2 separate regions of the Mus musculus genome follow, and region 1 is linked to region 2. The links are chromatin contacts, called in public Hi-C maps. All regions are on one chromosome and are shown on one strand. The core of a region is the stretch at or near the end of the contact, and the rest is flanking DNA. Distances in the headings are between cores, read along the strand shown. Region 1 overlaps Defb48 (defensin beta 48). Region 2 overlaps Wdfy2 (WD repeat and FYVE domain containing 2).

Region 1 (3,265 bases), core at 401-2,900, 87 kb before region 2:
AGTTTAGGGCACTCTTCTCATATCTGTCAAGTGCTTTTTGTAACGTTTTATATCCTGTCTTAGTTAGGGTTCTACTGCTGTGAACAGATACCATGACCAATGCAAATCTTATAAGGACAACATTTAATTGTGGCTGGCTTACATGTCAGAGATTCAGTCTATTATCATCAAGACAGGAAGCATGGCAGTATTCAGGCAGTCATGGTGCTGTAGAGCTAAGAGTTCTACATCTTCATCTGAAGACTGCTAGCAGAATACTCACTTGCAGGCAGGTAGACTAAGGTATTAAAGCCCACAGTGACACTTCCAACAAGGCCTCTTCTCCAATAGTGACACACCCTGGCCCAAGCATACAGTGGAGTCACATTTATTTCTGTACTTTCCAGATCTACAAATGTTGGAGAACCCTCAATAATATAATTAGTTCAATGGTATTATCACAGAATTTTAACTTGGCTCTGAAGTCCATCCCAACTACATTGTTTTCTCCACAAATACTATTCTTTAGGATTTTCTCTCTTGATGAAACGTTTCAATTTTATTAAAAGTTTAATTGTTTTTATTTTATATGTCTGGGTGTTTTGCCTGACTGTATGTATGAACACCATGTGGACACAGTGTTCATGGAGGCCAGAATAGGACATCGAATATTTTGGAGCTGGAGTTACATTACAGATGGTTGTGAGCCACCATGTGGGTGCTGGGAACCTAATCCAGGTCCTTGGGAAGAGCAGTCAGTTCTCTGAATGCAGATCCACCTTTCCAGGTCCCACTTAATTCTTTTCTTGGAAGGTGGCATTACTGAGAACCCAATTCTATCACAATAGATATTTTATTGACGTTTTTACAAGCATATTTTCATTCACTTTCATTCTTTGCTGTGACAGTGATATAAATTATTTCATTATACATTATGTCTCAGAGCCTAGCCTGGTGGCACACACCTTTAATCACAGCACTCAGGAGGCAGAGGTAGGTGGATCTCTGTGAATTCGAGGCCAGCCTGGTCTACAGAGTGAGTTCCAGGACATCCAGGGCTACACAGAGAAACCCATCTTGAAAAACAAAAAAACAAAACAAAACAATTATGTCTCAAAGTTGCTATCTTATATTGGTTTTAAAGTTCATAATTAATTGACATTTTGTAAAGCACCTTCTAAAGGACTCTTCTTGATTTACTGGGCTTATTCTTTACATGACTTTACTATGAAATCTCTGCAAACATTGGTCCCCTTATGCTTTCCTTTGTGATTTATTATAGTTATGTCAGGCTTTTGGTTTAGTACTACTGCCTTCTGGGTAAACAATTTAAATATGTCTCTTCCTTCACAAATTCTCCTGTCACCAATATATAATTAGTTATTAACATTTTGTCTTGTCAACATTTTCATCTGTAGTTTATATTCTTCACACAGGCCCATTCTTTCCATCATCTATGCTGTTTTCATGTTGTGTTTTTTATAACACTCCCAACATGAAGCACACACACAGAAAACTGGTAGCCTATGACTAAGATGCACTTAACCACTGAAATAGATAGTGCAGGACTAAATAGGGAAAGAAAACACAACTTCTGCTTTTTTCTAAGCTTGAAAGAGTGAGTCCAAGATAGAGAGTAAGATACTGGCTTCTGTCCCACTCACACACAATTGCTTAACCAAATTCTCCTGTGAGGGCTCAAGGGCCCTCTGAGAATGCCTAGGAGCACAGTGGGGCAAACGGAAAAGAAAATCTGATTAAACACAAAAAGGGTGTCTGTGAGATTAGTATTCCAAACCACCAGGGATGACTACGAACAAAGAGGAAAGACAGAAGTTACGGTATCGACCATGCTCACGGTGTTCAAGCAGCAGGCTCTGCAGAGGACAGTCAGATGTTTGCCATTGGGGTAACCAATAACCAGCCCTCCCAGGGGGATGGAAACAGAGAGACGAGGCTCACCTTACTCAGCTCTACATAGAAGTAGACACTGCTGTTTCACACCAGGACTGGAGCTACCAACTCTCCTAGCCAGGATCATCACTTTGAGCACCAATGATACAAACATACCAAGTGGACCCAATATCAGGACCCACTCCCTTTCTTACAACCCCACTCACTCCTTGAATTCTGAACCATTTGTATATTGAGCTACTTCACAAGCAGCCATGCACTAATAGTTTTCTGAGCATGCCCATGCACCAATTACCAAATCAGCCACTATAATGAAGTCACTCATGCACTAGTTCCTAGAGTCAAAGTCTGCATCAAAGTCAAAATCTAGAGTCACTGCTATATGGAGTTAACTTAGACCCTAGATCTGGAGCCAAATTCTCTCAGTGAATATCAGCATTACAGGCTCAGTCACATAGACAGCCTCACCCAATGGAAGCACGGTTATTCCACAATATGAACTAATCATATACATATATGTATAATCATATACAACAACTATATGTATAGATCAATTAAAAAAATAAAATAGAATTACTAGTTAAGCGTAGACTACCCCTACAATGTTTTCCCATGGAAATTTGATTCTGCCCCATCAAAAGGGAAAGAGGAAAAGAAGGTAATTAAAAATGGTAACAGCAAATATCAAGAAGACAGTTGCTGTATGCATCATGAGGGGAGATGCAATAAGGCAACCACAACATCAGAGATGTGACTCTTCACCCTTACAGTGGCCTGTAAGCCTGGTACTAGGTGGATACTATTTTTAATATTACATGACTTTTTCTGACATGTTCCATCCACCCGTCCACCCACCCACCCACCCATCCATCCACCCATCCACCCATCTACCCATCCACCCACCCATCCACCCACCCATCCACCCACCTACCCATCCATCCATCAATCCATCCATCCATCCATCCATCCATCCATCCATCCATCCATCCATCCACCCACCCACCCACCCATCCATCCATCCATCCATCCATCCACCCACCCACCCATCCATCCATCCACCCACCCACCCACCCACCCACCCATCCACCCATCCACCCATCCATCCACCCATCCATCCAAGTCTTTTTTGAAATCACTTAGTCTGGGGACTTAGCCTTCAGTGTCCTGTGTATCCACAGTACTCTTCCTTGGGCATTTTCTTATTGTTTTCATGACCTCAGAAAGCAGTCTCTGCTGATCCTCTCGATTCCATCCTTCAGGGTATACCTGACTCATCACTATATGATTTTGTTCAAAATGTTTGCCACGTTTTAAATCACCTCATTACTTGAGCTGGATTTTTGTTGTTGGTTGGTTGGTTTGGTTTGGTTTG
Region 2 (2,836 bases), core at 108-2,607:
AAGGAGTTCCCAACACTGGCGAGAGTGGCGCAGCGGTTCTAGAAGGTGCAGAGACACTCTATGGTTTAAGAGCTTTATTATAGAAATGCAGGGGGAAAGAGAGAAGGTAGAAAAGAAAGAGAAAGAGAGGGGGGAAGGAAGGAAGAGGAAAGTCTAGCGAGAAAGAGAGAAGAAGAGAGGAGAGGAGAGGAGAGGAGAGGAGAGGAGAGGAGAGGAGAGGATAGGAGAGGAGAGGAGAGGAGAGGAGAGGAGAGGAGAGGAGAGGAGAGGAGAGGAGAGGAGAGAGGAAGACAAAGAGAAAGGGAAGAGGTGAGAGAAGTGAGAGATGAGAGGACAAAGGACTAAGAGAGTGATGTGCAGGCTGAGCACCCCTTTTTATGGTCTTCACTGTTGCTAGGTAACTGGGGAGGAGTTTAGCCTGAAGGTCAGAAGTTTGAGCCATTGTTTACATGACTACTGACCATGCTTCTCTTGTGGGGACTGTGGGAGGTGGTACCTTAGGCAGGGGCCAGAGTTCCAGGAGCATGAGGGAACGCCTACTGTGTCATGTAGGTGAATTATGACCATCGGGGTTCAGACCTCAGCTCAACTGGAGACCAGCCTGCAATTCCCCACACTCAATGAATTGGGAGAGTGCTTACCTAGGACCTGCCTTCTTCACACAGTGTGAGCATCATGACTGCAGAAACCAACTGCTGTATTGTACCTCCACATCCTCTGGACATTGCACGTGGCCAGAAGAAACGTTAACATCTGGTGGACAACGTGTCCAAAGAAACTAAAGGGGAAGGAGGATAAACAACTCTTTTCTATTCTCCATATCTACATGGCCTCCCTCCTATCAGACCATGTCCATGGAAACATGTAACACTATAGGCCATGAGTCTGCCCTTCTATTTAAAGGTCACAGAGGTCCAGGAGAGTGTGACAGGCAGGAAGGGAAGTATTCTACGAGCCCCAAGGCTTGCCACATACTTGTAGCTAGAGCTAGGTTAGTGTGAGCTCATGTGGGTGCCCCTAGAAGGCCAGCAGCCTGAGCCTGCCAGGATTCTGACTGGCCTAGGGGGATGAAGGAGGGAGCCTCCCTCCCAGCATTATCACACGGCTTCCTCTCTCCTCACTCTGCCTGGCTCATCCTTTTCTGCTTTCAGCTCCTACTGCATCTTCATGCACAAATGTCTAGATGCTCTTGGGTTTAATGCTGCCAGTTTTGGGTTCGGAACAGGACCAAGACCACAATTTCCTAGTCAAAGTGCCAAATTCCTGGGAAAGCCAGATTGGGCGGAGGTGGGGTGGGGAAACCACCTTATTTACACAAGGCTGGATCCTCTTGGCGTCCTTCCTTCAGTTGACTGGGTGGATAGCTTAGAACAGGACTAGGAACTCTAGCATGGACAGTGCCTGGGATTTATAACAGTGCATCTGCTGTTCACTGTTCTCCTGCGTGTCACTTCTCTAGGTCACTCGGCATTTCACACACTGCCTTGCTGGGTACCCAGCACCAAGCTCAGGCCTCACCACTCTTCTCACCCAGAGCCTCCCGCCTGGTCCCCTGTGTTAAGCTTCAACTTCTTATTAAAGATACAGAATATCTATTCTCTTGCCAAACACAACAATGACTATATTGTAATGACTATTCTAGAGGACCAAGTCAAAAAGCCACCTTCTGCATTTGGAATACTACTTCTCATATAAACACAGAACATGGTCATAAATGCCTGTAGCACACAGTTTGTAGCCATTCACTTGATTCTCTTTCATTTTCACTTATTGTGTAACCAATGCCACAAAAACATTAGTTAGGGACAGCACTGAGTAATCTCGTTTATTTATTTATTTTTTAAAGACTCAAGATGAAAGTACGCATGTAATGTAGTAGGTTTCATTACTGACAACTATGAAGGACGTACACATGCCCGCCCCCCCTTAACCTGTGTGCCGTACTGAAAGCATCTAAGAATAAAACATTTCAGAAATCGCCTTGCCCTATGAATCCTCTTCATCTGCACATCCTTGGCACTTACATCAGTGGCCAAGGTATACTAGACATGTCATAAATATTTGACTAACAAAGTGGCTTATATTTACATATTTTAAATCAATACAGTATTTGCATAAGGCTTCACTGGGTTCATTTAAACATGTATATATTGCTTAACAACACATTAGAAGACCATATTCTAACTTTAATGCATACTGAAATCATCTAGAGATTTTACTAAAACAAAGATTCTGACCCAGTTGCTTTGTGCAGAATCCAATAGCACAATTCCAATTACTGTTCAGGGGATGCTGAAAACTGTCTGAGGATAAAAGTAGGTCTGTCTTAATTCCCAGTAGAAGACTGTACAAATACCTAACAGTCTTACTCCTCAAAGCCAATATGCCACTATTACAGAAACAGAGCTGATGATGCTCTTAGGGAAATCATATCTATTATTAGTGTCTGTCATGGTTTGTATATGTTCAGCCCGGGGAGTGGCACTAGTAGAAGGTGTGGTCCTGTTGGAGTAGATGTAGCCTTGTGGGTTGTAGGTGTATCACTGTGGGTGTGGGCTTTAAGACCCTCACCCTAGCTGCCTGGAAGCCAGTATTCTGCTAGCAGCTTGCAGATGAAGATGTAGAACTCTCAGTATCTCCTATATCATACCTGCCTGGATGCTGCCATGTTCCTGCCTTGATGATAATGGACTGAACCTCTGAACCTGCAAGCCAGCCCCAATTAAATGTTGTTCTTTATAAGAGTTGCCTTGGTCACGGTGTCTGTTCACATCTGTAAAGCCCTAAGACAGACAGACTCCACCATTACACAGATGTTTATTCAGTAACTATGGCA

What was found. Hi-C and Micro-C count contacts between places; a contact is called where the count stands out from the background.
Region 1: a Hi-C map of the C2C12 cell line shows a contact between it and region 2, with 2.3 times the contacts expected there. The contact joins two enhancer-like sites. A contact is called at or near these places in 1 of 39 promoter capture datasets (macrophages), 1 of 15 datasets of contacts at CTCF or cohesin (pro-B cells), 22 of 484 Hi-C or Micro-C datasets (the Ba/F3 cell line, the C2C12 cell line, CD4 T cells and 14 more), 2 of 115 datasets of contacts at active chromatin or transcription factors (embryonic stem cells and neural progenitor cells) and 1 of 9 other capture datasets (adipose tissue).

Annotation. Positions count from the first base shown.
Region 1 is chr14:62,978,331-62,981,595 of GRCm38.p6, reverse strand. The region is part of intron 1 of Defb48 (defensin beta 48); the gene reads left to right. Among named protein-coding and RNA genes, the nearest start is that of Defb48, 4.5 kb to the left of the region's middle. Within about 2 kb of position 1,650, at least 7 of the 459 cell types and tissues checked have an H3K27ac peak or open chromatin away from gene starts, as enhancers often do. A contact at or near this core is called in the C2C12 cell line, where this site is marked.
Region 2 is chr14:62,891,617-62,894,452 of GRCm38.p6, reverse strand. The region is part of intron 2 of Wdfy2 (WD repeat and FYVE domain containing 2); the gene reads right to left. Among named protein-coding and RNA genes, the nearest start is that of Mir6541, 27 kb to the right of the region's middle. Within about 2 kb of position 1,357, at least 55 of the 459 cell types and tissues checked have an H3K27ac peak or open chromatin away from gene starts, as enhancers often do. A contact at or near this core is called in the C2C12 cell line, where this site is marked.